2 separate regions of the Mus musculus genome follow, and region 2 is linked to region 1. The links are chromatin contacts, called in public HiChIP or PLAC-seq maps. All regions are on one chromosome and are shown on one strand. Each heading gives the region's core, a stretch centred on a gene start, on an enhancer-like site or on the middle of the called end of the contact. The rest is flanking DNA. Distances are from core to core; before and after follow the strand shown.

Region 1 (5,378 bases), core at 1,606-4,105:
GCGACTTTCTCTTGTTTTTGTTTGACAGCGGCGGCCTTTCCCCCTGATGGTGACGTTCAGTTCACTCTAAGCCAGCTCAATTGGAAAGGATGCCTATGCCCTATATCCTATAAGCCTTGTTCTGGGGCATAGGGGTTCTTGACTTTCGGGGTTGACATGATGACTGGGATTCCGAGTACTACTGCTTCCTAGTAGGAAGGACTCTGTCGTCTCAAAGTCTTGGAGCGCCCTCTAGGGGCAGCATCCTGCAAGTCTGAACCCATATACTGTTTCATTGGGCCCTAATCCAACCAGTTTTTAAACTTCCTTCCTTTTTTCCTCTCTCTCTTTCCCCCCTTTTACACATAAACAAGAACTCCTTTGAACTAGACCTTGCTAGGTCACAGAAATAACAGGTTCAAGCCCTGTCTGCACCTAGCATGACTGTTGCTTAAGACTCACACCCTGTATCCATTAGTAATGGAATGCTAAAGTCTCCAGGTCTGTCCCCGAAGTCCACCTCTGAGTAGTAGAAGTCTGTCTTGTTTTTTTTTTAGAACCCCTGTCCCTGATGTTTGCCAAGCTCCTATCTCACCTCATGCTGGGAGCTTGCTGAGGACTGACTGAGCGCCCTGACACTGGTGGTACTCAACTGTTGGGATGGCTTTAGCACCCAGGAGGACTGGCCTGAGAGGGATCCTAGCGCTTGTTGTGGGGAGACTCCTGGAAACCTTAGTTCTCTCTGTCCTCTCAGGTTTGACACCTGAAGGAGCTCAGATGATTCAGGTGTCATCTTAGCTTGTTCCCAGGTATGCAGGCCTGGTCTGGCTCCAAAGGTGGCCCTTGGCCCAGGTAGACACAGGAGAAGTGGTGAGTCTGGGGGTTGGTGGGAAGTGACTCATTGGCCAGGAATCAAGCTGACTCGGAAGGAGGAAGAGCAGAAGCCCAAGGCCGTGTTGGGTCAGCCTGGGCAGATGGAGGTGGGAGAGAGAACATGCAGACTAGGGGAGGCAGAAGAGGGTGATGGGGTCAGAGCAGGGTGGACCCTCAGCTTCTCACTCAAGGGTCCTGGAGGAATTCTGTTTGCTGTGTGACTGTGTGTGCATGGTCACTGTAGACACTGTTCCTCTTGTGGGAGCTCTGAAACTCACCCGGGGCCAAGATCTGGAGAAGAAATAAACTCTCTCTCTCTCTCTCTCTCTCTCTCTCTCTCTCTCACACACACACACACACACACACACACACACACACACACTTATATTCTAGTGCAAGCTGCTATCTTCTTGCCTTGGTCACAATGGCATAGAACCAAAAGCAGAGGTGGGGTGGGGTTGGGATCTAGTCCAGTTTCTGGGACAGAACCAAGCACCCGTCTCTCAGTTTCCCTTTCTCATTTCAAACTTGGAGCTCATAGCTGCTACAGCTCTGTGAAACTACAGAATCTTAAGGTGCTGGGATTTCCGAGTAGAGGGAGAGGAATGGAGAGTTCCCAAATCCCTCGGCAATGATTACAGCCAGCAGTGGAAATCAAGTCAAGCTAACAGTTTTCCTTGCCCTTGGATTCCAGGCTAGGCCAGAGAAGATACCATGTAAGGAATGAGCGAGACTGCCCTCCCCCACCCCTCCCCCTGCCCATGACTCACTGGACTGGAATCTTCTTCTCCAGTTCTGGTATTTGCTTGGAGTTGGAGACTGGAGGCTATGGGCCCGCTGCAGAGCTGAGGAGGGAGTAAGAGACCATTAGCTGTGTAGGGGAGGAATTTGTCTCCCATGGCTTACTCACCAAAAGTTAGCAGGAAGATGCTTAGGATGGGCGGAGACACTTCTTATCATAGTGTACTTCTCTGACCCCCCTCCCATTATTCATTAATTCATTCATTCATTTACTCACTCACTCATTCATACACACGTCCATAAAATAATTATATAGGAGGCTGGGGAGATGGTTTGATTCCCTGCAACCCAGATGAAATGCTGGGAGCAGGAAGGAAAGCCTTCCCCAGGAAAGGGCACATTAATGAGTTGCCCAGTGCTAACTGGTCAGGCCTGGAGACACATACTAGTAACACTATATAAACAAGACAGGTTATTTTTAGAAATATATCTGTATGATACAAATACATATATGCATGCAATAGCAATTAAGGAAAAAGGCCATGATTTCAAGTAGAGGAGGGAGAACTGTCTAGGAGAGTCTGGAGGGAGGGAAAGAAAAGGAGAAATGTTGTAATTAGATTCCAATCTCAAAAAGTAACCTGGCTGTAGAGGCATGTGTCTGTAATGGCGGTAGTCCTACAGTGAGATGGGAGAATAGAAACATCAGGAGAGACCCTGCCCCAATAAAGTAGAAAGTGAGAACTGACTCCTGGAAGTTGGGTTCCTGCGGAAGCACTTTTGCAGGGCCCTGTGTGCTTCCCCTCTGCCTGGCTGGGCCTTGAGCACAGGCACTGGCCGCCCCGAACCTCAGAACAGATGTGGCATCCAGCTGCATCCTGTTCCTGTGCAGGGCTCTCAGGCACGGGCCCCCGTGCTTCCATCATAGAGAAAGGAGGGGCGTGAGCGCACATGTGAGGGGCAGAAGGTAGAACTGGGAGGTATGGGGGAGGAAGAGACCCCCAGGAGGGGTCTGGGTGTGGGAGAATGAACAGGGAAGGTTCGAACACAGAACTCTTTGGATCCAACACCTCTCCAGTGAATGTTCTCTCACCTCACTTAGACATCAGCCCACCCCTGTGAGATCCCACCCCTGTGAGATCCCACCCCTGTGAGCTGACTTGAGCACTGCCATGCCAGCCACTACCTGGGTTTCCTTTCTCAGGACCAGAACCTTCAGCTCCTTAGGGTCTCTGCTTTAACCTCAGTGGGATAGTGGAACTGATGGCTCAAGTGCCCCACTGGTGGTAATAGGCCACGTAGGCATAGTTTCACCATAGTGAGGTCATAATATAATAAGAGTCCTAGGTCAGAGGCCCGGCTCCATGGGTTCTGTGAAGCTTGGGTCGAGACATGTCCCAGGAGGCTCAGGTATTTGAATGCTTGGGCACTGAGAGGGCTGGACTCGGAGAATGTATAGCCTCACCCTTCTTCCCGTTCACTTTCTGCTTTGTGTTTGCTATTGGAGAGGTGAGCTCCCAGCTTCTTGCTCTGGCCGCCACCGCTGCTTGCCGCCTGCTGTCAGGCCTCCGTGCCATGCTGGACTCTCATCCCTCTGGAACCGTAAGCCCAAATAAATCCATCCTTTTCTAAGTTTGTCCTGGCCATGGTGTTTTACCCATATGTCAAGCTTTTCCCAGAGAAAGTGAGCAGACGCCATTGTGAAAATGCAGGTTAAGTATTTTAAACACCACAAAGCAAGCATTTGAGCCCATCTCTGGAGTGCTGATGTGAGCTCTGGGTTTAATAGACAAAGATCTGGGTCAGGAGGCAAGAGAACAAAGTCCAGGTGGGGCTGGTTAATCAGTGTTTTGTTCTGGCTCTGCACAGTGACTAGAAGAAACATCTTAGTGCTTGAGAGAACAGGCCACGCCCTTCTCATGATCATGGAGGCTGGGGGTGGGCTGTGTGCGATCTCATCACCGTGACCGTTTGCCATGCTCTGCTGCTCTGAAATCTAAGGAGTGACTGTAGGTTAGAACAGTGACTGGAAACCTGTAGACTTCTTTGGGGGCCTGGAACAGGACTCTATAAGGGCTAAAAGTAAGCCAGGATCACTCTCTTCTTTATGCCTTCAACCTTGGCAGGTGGGAGAGATGGGGCGGGTATCACTTAGTTCAACACAGACGCTTCTGAAGTGATTGACACTCAGGAGTCTGGCCCAAAGCTTGGACAAAGACAGAAGCAAATTCAGGTAGAAAGGCCGGGTTTCCTTGCTCTGTATCAGCCTGTGGGCCCAAGTGAGCAGCAGCATTGGTCTCCTAATTTTGAGATTATAATATAAGCACATCATCTCTCCCTTCCCTTTCCGCCCTCTGGACTGTCCCATGTTCCTGTCCTTGCTCTCTTTCAAATTCATGGCCTCGGTTTTCCCCCAATAATTGTTGTTACACACACACACACACACACACACACACACATTCCTAAATATAACCTGCTCTGTTTGTATATTACTCGTATGTGTGTTTTCAGGGCAATGGGGTCTTGTGTTCTTCCCACTCTTTCTTCCCCTCTCAGCACGCCTTAGTTGACTCCAGTTCTTTGTGTAGGGTTGAGTCCACATGGGCTTTCCCCCCACCCACGTTGGCATGTGGATGTCCTAACTCGGCTTCCGTTTAGGTAGTCATGTTGGTGAGACTTCATGGATGTAGCATCTGACATGACTAGGAAACACAATCTCATTGAAAACATCCCAGTTCTCTGGATCTTACAATCTTCCTGCTCCCTCTGGATTCAGCACTTTTCAGCAAAAGAATCTGTCTGTCTGTCTGTCTGTCTCTTTCTGACTCTGTCTCTGTCTCTCCCCCCGCCCCTTTTTTCTTTCTCTTCCTTTGTGTTTGATATGGTCTCACTATGTAGCGCTGGCTGGCCTGTATCTTGCTGTGTAGACCAGGATGACCTCAGGCTAGCAGCAACCCTCCACCCTCTGCTTATCAAGTGCTGAGAATACAGGTTTGCATACCCACATCGGGCAAAAGAAATGTCTAAGTAACGTTTACAGCAATGGTTTATTGAGCAGTGTCAAACAGCACAAAGCTTAGCTGAGTCCCTTCTCTCAAGCTTGCACTCTGTGTGTACTACTACATAGTAGTATGTTTGCATGTAGGTTTTATGTTCGTTTTTAAAAATGTGTATGAGTATTTGCTTGTATGTATGCCTGTGTACCATGTGCATGCCTGGTGCCCTCAGAGTCCAGAAGATGTGTCATAGTCCCTGGAGCTGGCAGTACAGGCAGTTGTGAGCCACCATCTGAGGGCTGGATCCTCTGCAAGTGCTCTTACCTTCCGAGCTATCTCTCTGGCCCTACTCTGTGTTATTTTAAAGGATCACTGTTGGAGCTCACAGTGCACAACCTGTTTTGGGGAAAGGCGTAGAGGGCAGGAATTTAGCCAGATGTCATTGATCTGATTTCATTGTTGCATACTAGCAATGTTCTTCCTTCTCTATAGCTGTTGTCAAATGACCACTCAAAGATGAAGAAGAACTGACTTGTTTAGGCTGGCACAACTTGGGGACAGATTGCCCTCCTTAGTTGTACTGATTTCTGTCCACGAACTCCATGAATTAGATATATTCGCTTAGTGGCTTGGGCAGGTGCTGGAGCCACTTCATTCACACACACCAGCAAGCTGCCCTGCTGTGCTGCCTAAAGCGCAGGCATGCTGACCTGCATCGATGCACTTGGGATTCTTGTGCCAGTGCAGACACTTGATCTTGCTCTAGCCCACGGAGCCTGGCTCTGGGAT
Region 2 (5,378 bases), core at 1,059-3,558, 70 kb before region 1:
TCGTGAGAACAGGCCCACACACCTTTTTTGCATATGTATGTGTTTGCTGTGTGTGCCTTTGCACATGCATACAGTGTGCATATTCACATTTGTGTCAATGTGAGGAGACCAGAAGGTGATGGGAATCTTCCTCTGTCACTCTTCCACCCTACTCTTTGAGACAGAGTCTCACGGTCAAGCCTGGGACTGGTTGTTTTGACCAGTCTCACTTCCCAGCTTACTCAGGGGTTGGTTCTCTTCTAAGATTGAACCTGGCCTTCTAAGGTACCTTCTACCTTCTAAGATTGAACTTACAGGTAAACTGCCACGACCCCTGGCACTTATGTATGTTGTAGAGGTACAAACACCGGTCCCCTTGATTGTACAGCAGGCACTTAACCACCTAGTAACCTCTGCAACCCAATTATTGATCTGTTTGGCAATTTCTCAAAATATCAAACATGGTGATTACCATATAGCCCAGCAATGTCTCTTTTAGGTACCCAAGGGAGATGAAAACACAGAGCCGTACAAATATTTACATGTCAAAATTCAAAGTGCTAATTTGTAATAGGTTAAACAAAACAAAAGCAAAAACAACCTTCGTCCACCAGCTGATGAGTAAGTACATCTATCCAAATGAACATTTCCCAGCCATAAAAAGAAATGAAATTCTGACACATGCTAATATGTGGCCACCTTGACAATATTATGTATGCTAAGAGATCAGATGCAGAAAGTTGCATTGTATAAATAGAAGCAATGTCTAAAACAAGTGTTCTAGTTTCTGTTGCTATAATCAAACGCTCTGACCAGAATTTAGGGGAAGAAAGGGTTTATTTCAGCTTCCACTTCCAGGTCACAGTATATCACTGAGAGAAGTCAAGGCAGGAACCGGAAGGCAAGCCTTCTTGCTAATCCACACAGCATCTTGGCCAAAGGAACTCCCTTCACAGCGGAAGTACACAGGAACTTTGTGTACCTTATTGTTTGCTAGGTGGCTTGTAGGCTGTTATACTCAGCTTGCTTTCTTACATAGTTGGGGACCACCTGTCTAGGGATGATGCTGCCCATGATGGGCTGGACCTTCCTACAACAATTAACAATCAAGATAATTCTCCAGTCATGCCCACAGGCCAATATGATGCAGGCCATTCCTCAGCTGAGGCTATCTATGTCAAGCTGATCTTAAAGCTATCCAGGACAGTAAGCAAATCCATGGAAATAAAGAGTAGACTGAGGTAGAGGGATGGGGAAGCAGGCAGAGAAAACATCTTCAACTTATAGCAATGATTGTACAACAGCAAACACAACACCTTTAGGTTATATCTCAGTATAGATTTTTTTTTTTAATTACCATTCCTCTATAGGGACCAGTCTTTCCTCTGGCTTTCAACTCCCAGCAGAGACCTAAAATGTGCATTCCCACCTCACGAGAAGCTACGTGAAGACAAGGTACTACTGCATGACAGTATCATGACACCCAGGTTAATGAACCTGCAAGTTAAGGCAAGAGGCCCTAAGGTAAGAGGTCTGGGCAAGAAGGGTGGCTTGGGAGGGATCAGCGCACCAGGCAGGAGCGGAATCTGTCATTCACACTCCCTCCATCCTCCCCATCAAACACAATCTTCCAACCCCAGAGGTTCAGAAGAGGCTGTTAGATTTTTTTTTTTTCACACAAGAACACCATGAATCACAATTCCCAGAACCAGCAATCCTGAAAGGGCTAGGTAGCCAGGAGTCCAAATGACTTCAATTGATGTCATAGACTGGAAAAGCTGACAGTCAGGCCTTCCAAAATGAAAGTCAATTGCCAACCATGAAATTCATGGCCCCTGGACTCCTCTTCCCCACCTGCTTCAACACCAATTTAAGCAATTCTGAACTCTGATCTCTGTGGTAGAATGTCCCCGATTTATTGAAGTGTCGGGTCCCAATTGTGTTAACATCCACCTCTGGCAGGGCCATTACTAGGCGTGAATCTGGGTGCCCATCACCCTGTCACATTAGCACAGTGACAATCAGAAGCAACAAATCAATCTTCTCCTTCGGAGTCACCAGGGAGCCTTGCAATTTCCCATAATGACGGGAGTGAGGAAAAGCAGGTGAGGCGTCATTTTTCCTCCGGGAGACTGGACAGGCGCTGGAGGGGCTACCGAGCCCACCAGGACGCCTTGCAACCCTCAGCCAAGACGCAGCTGCAGCTCCCTGACAAGGGCTACACCCTCAGACTTGCTTTACATTGGAACTGGGTTACCCTCCCCCTGTGTTTTGCAAACAACCTCAAAACTGTCAGCTCCTGCTGCCCAGGCTTCTCCCAGCTGTCACTATTAACTACCTGTCATCTGCAGGTCTGCTCCACCAGGGCTGCGAGCCAGGAAGGGTGTGTATGTGTACTCAGCCTTATGGTAAATAGGAAAATTCCTTCCAGCAGAGAGGACTGTTTATTTCCAAGCCTGAGGTGCGAGGGAGCGGGGTGAATAGGGCAAGAAGCTGGAGGCTCCTTTGTGAACACCCTCTCGGGGCCTCATGGAGCCAGTGAAATTGTGATTCTGTAGTGGTTATCAACAGCTCAAGCTGTTACTCAGTGAGGAGCCCAGCCTGCTGGCCTTTCTCCTCAGGACCCTGCATCTGAGACTGTGCCCCGGATTCCCATAAGTCTCTCTGATTCAAGGCCGTGACGGTTAATCGTGACTGTCAACTTAACTGGATTTAGGATCACCATAGAAACACATCCCTGAGTGTATCTATGAAGACGTGTCCAGAAAGGTTTTTACAGAACAGCAAAGAGCCATCCTGGATTGTGGGTGGCACCATCCCATGGGGTAGGGTCCAAGACAAAATAAAAAGGAGGCAGTGGGCACCAGCATTGTTTCCCTCTGCATCCTGCCTGCAGGTGCGATATGGCTGGCTGGCTCATGCTCCTGCTGCCATGGCCTCTTTCCCATAAATGCACCCTGGAACTGTGAGCCAAGTTAAGCTAGCTTCCTTCCTTCCTCCCTCCCTCCCTCCCTCCCTCCCTTCCTTCCTTCCTTCCTTCCTTCCTTCCTTCCACCAGGTATTTTGTCCCAGCAACAAGAAAGATGGTAATAGAAAAACTAAGGCATGTGACAGATACTGTTCAGAGTCTCTGTTCAGAATGCCCACACCTGCTGCCTTAGTGCCTCATCTTCTACCTCCTCTTCTGCCTGCAGCCCCCATAGTCATGCAAGCCAAGGCAAACATTGACTGTAGAATCACTATTCTGAATCAAGAAGTCAGGGGACTCTGCAATTAGCAGAGTTAATATCCTACCAATGAAGGTGTTATGGAGAGAGGGGAACATGGAGCCTGCTACACTGAGCCTCCTGAGTCATGGGGTACCCACAACCTGCATTCACATCATGGTAGAAACAACCCATGCCAGCCCAATGTGGCCACCTCCAGGTCACCTCAGCTATACTTGGTGCAGAGCGTCACTCCTGACTGCAGAGAGCTGAACTGTGCTTGCCACAGCACAGCTGAGAGCAGTGGTGTTAATAAGTACTGTGGCTACATCTGCTACAAAGTGACCCCCAGAAACACTCCCTGAAGTATGGGGTGTGACAGACACGTGCTCCAGCAGGCTCAGGTCCACAGCAGATGTGACCCATCTGATGATTAACTTCTGTCCCAGATGCAGGTCACCTGCAAAACCCACTTGTCAACAGAAGGAAGCGGAGGAGATGGCACAGTCAAGTGCTTCCTCGCAAGCACAAAGATGTGAGTTCAGTCCCCAGAACTCACATATATCAGCAAAAGCCCAAATGGCATGATAGTATGTGCTTAGAATCCTAACCTTGGAGGGGAGATGGAGACAGGCAGGTCCCTAGGGATCACTGGCCTGCTAGCCTAGACTTCTTGGCAAGTTCTGGGCCAATAAGAGACACTATCTCAAAAGGCAGTGATTAGTGCTTAGGGAACAGCAGTCCAAGCTGCCCCACTTCCTACAGACACCCGTGGGCTTTGCCATGGTTTGTATGGGCCCTTTGGTCACCTCCTTATTGGTTTTTGTTTTTGAAGACAGGGTTTCTCTATGTAACCCTGGCTGTCCTCGACCAGGCTAGTCTTGCTATTTTATTTTAAGACTGGGTTTTTCAAAGTACGATAGGTAGCACCTGAACTTGAGACTCAGGTAGCTGGGGTTACAGGCTGGTGCCTCACCACCTAATTAGCTGTCACGATTGATTGATAGGCAGGACTCTTGCTGAGGAGTGGTAGCCTTGTTCCTGGTTCATTTGCAGCTCCTTAAGCTTTGCACTTCAGTGAAAGTACGTTGAGGCTGACAAGAAAGGATGGGAGGGGGCTGGGTTGAAATAATTCTGAACCTTAGAGAGTCTGGTCTGCCTATACTGCTTCCTGCCCCCTGGTCTTGCCAGTGAGCTACTACATCTCAGTCCTTTATTTCAGTGTGCCCACATGAACGTGTACAGAGCCACTCAGAGGAAGCCTTGCCAGCCCCCTCCTTCATGCTACACACTCACTATGCACATATCCTAGGACTTGGTCTCCGCTCCTAGAGGACTGCCACATAATAGGACTCACTGAGAATGTCTTCCCACAAAGAAGATACATTCCTGGGGAGAGAAAAGGGAGGGATTTTCACAAGCTAAACACACACACCATAAGTTGAGATCTAGATCGAATCCAGCAACAAGAGAAGTCACCCAGGATTACAAGGGAATTTGAGGTAAATTGGGGCCTTCCTTGATGGGAACAAGCTGCCTACTGATGGTCCGATCCAGTTAAGACACACATCATGGAGAGGGTGTGGGATACTCTGCGCTATGACAGACACCAGGGACAGACGCCTGGGACATAAATGTGACCAGAACACACACAACTCTTGCCTGCCTGGCACCTGCAGGGGAAACAGAGGACTGTGATTGGTGGGGACAAAGGCCCAGGCTTAGGTAGCTTCAAATCCAGGGCTCTTGTCCTCAGGTGAAATCCTCACCTGGATTTCTTACTGGATTCAGGCTGCACAACAAACTGGACACTGCACAAAAGTTTACACCTGGCTCTTAAAAGTATTTTACTTTTAAAGGTAATTTAATATTGAGTCTGTTGTGTGGCCTGCTTTAAACGTTGGCTATTTATCTACAACCGCAAGTAGAGGTTTTAGGTGCTCACAAATGTCCACAGAAAGACTCCATCTCTTCTCCGGTACTAATGGCTGAAACGTAATTATGAACTATGCTTGTTAACCAAATAAAGATATTCCAGGAGAAGAGAACGATCCCTAATATGGAGGTGTCCTTGGGCTGGAGCCCACTTATCAGCTCTCCATCTCCTCCTCTGACACAGAGGTGCCTTCATTAGCAAAGGAGAGAAAGAGTCTTTGTGGTGACGTAATTCCCAGACCACCCCATGCAGACAAT

What was found. HiChIP or PLAC-seq counts read pairs in DNA pulled down with a chosen protein or histone mark.
Region 2: a contact with region 1 is called in an HNF4G HiChIP or PLAC-seq map of pancreatic cancer cells. The contact joins the enhancer-like site here to the promoter of Micalcl in region 1. A contact is called at or near these places in 3 of 484 Hi-C or Micro-C datasets (liver, nephron progenitors and uterus), 3 of 115 datasets of contacts at active chromatin or transcription factors (epiblast stem cells, pancreatic cancer cells and trophoblast stem cells) and 1 of 9 other capture datasets (adipose tissue).

The regions. Positions count from the first base shown.
Region 1 is chr7:112,372,334-112,377,711 of GRCm38.p6, reverse strand. Micalcl (MICAL C-terminal like) reads right to left here and starts at 2,855. Exons shown (of 10, transcript NM_001381862.1): 1 at 2,343-2,855; 2 at 1,623-1,697.
Region 2 is chr7:112,441,756-112,447,133 of GRCm38.p6, reverse strand. The region is part of intron 1 of Parva (parvin, alpha); the gene reads right to left. Among named protein-coding and RNA genes, the nearest start is that of Gm45998, 7.0 kb to the left of the region's middle. Within about 2 kb of position 2,308, at least 43 of the 459 cell types and tissues checked have an H3K27ac peak or open chromatin away from gene starts, as enhancers often do. A contact at or near this core is called in liver, pancreatic cancer cells and uterus, where this site is marked.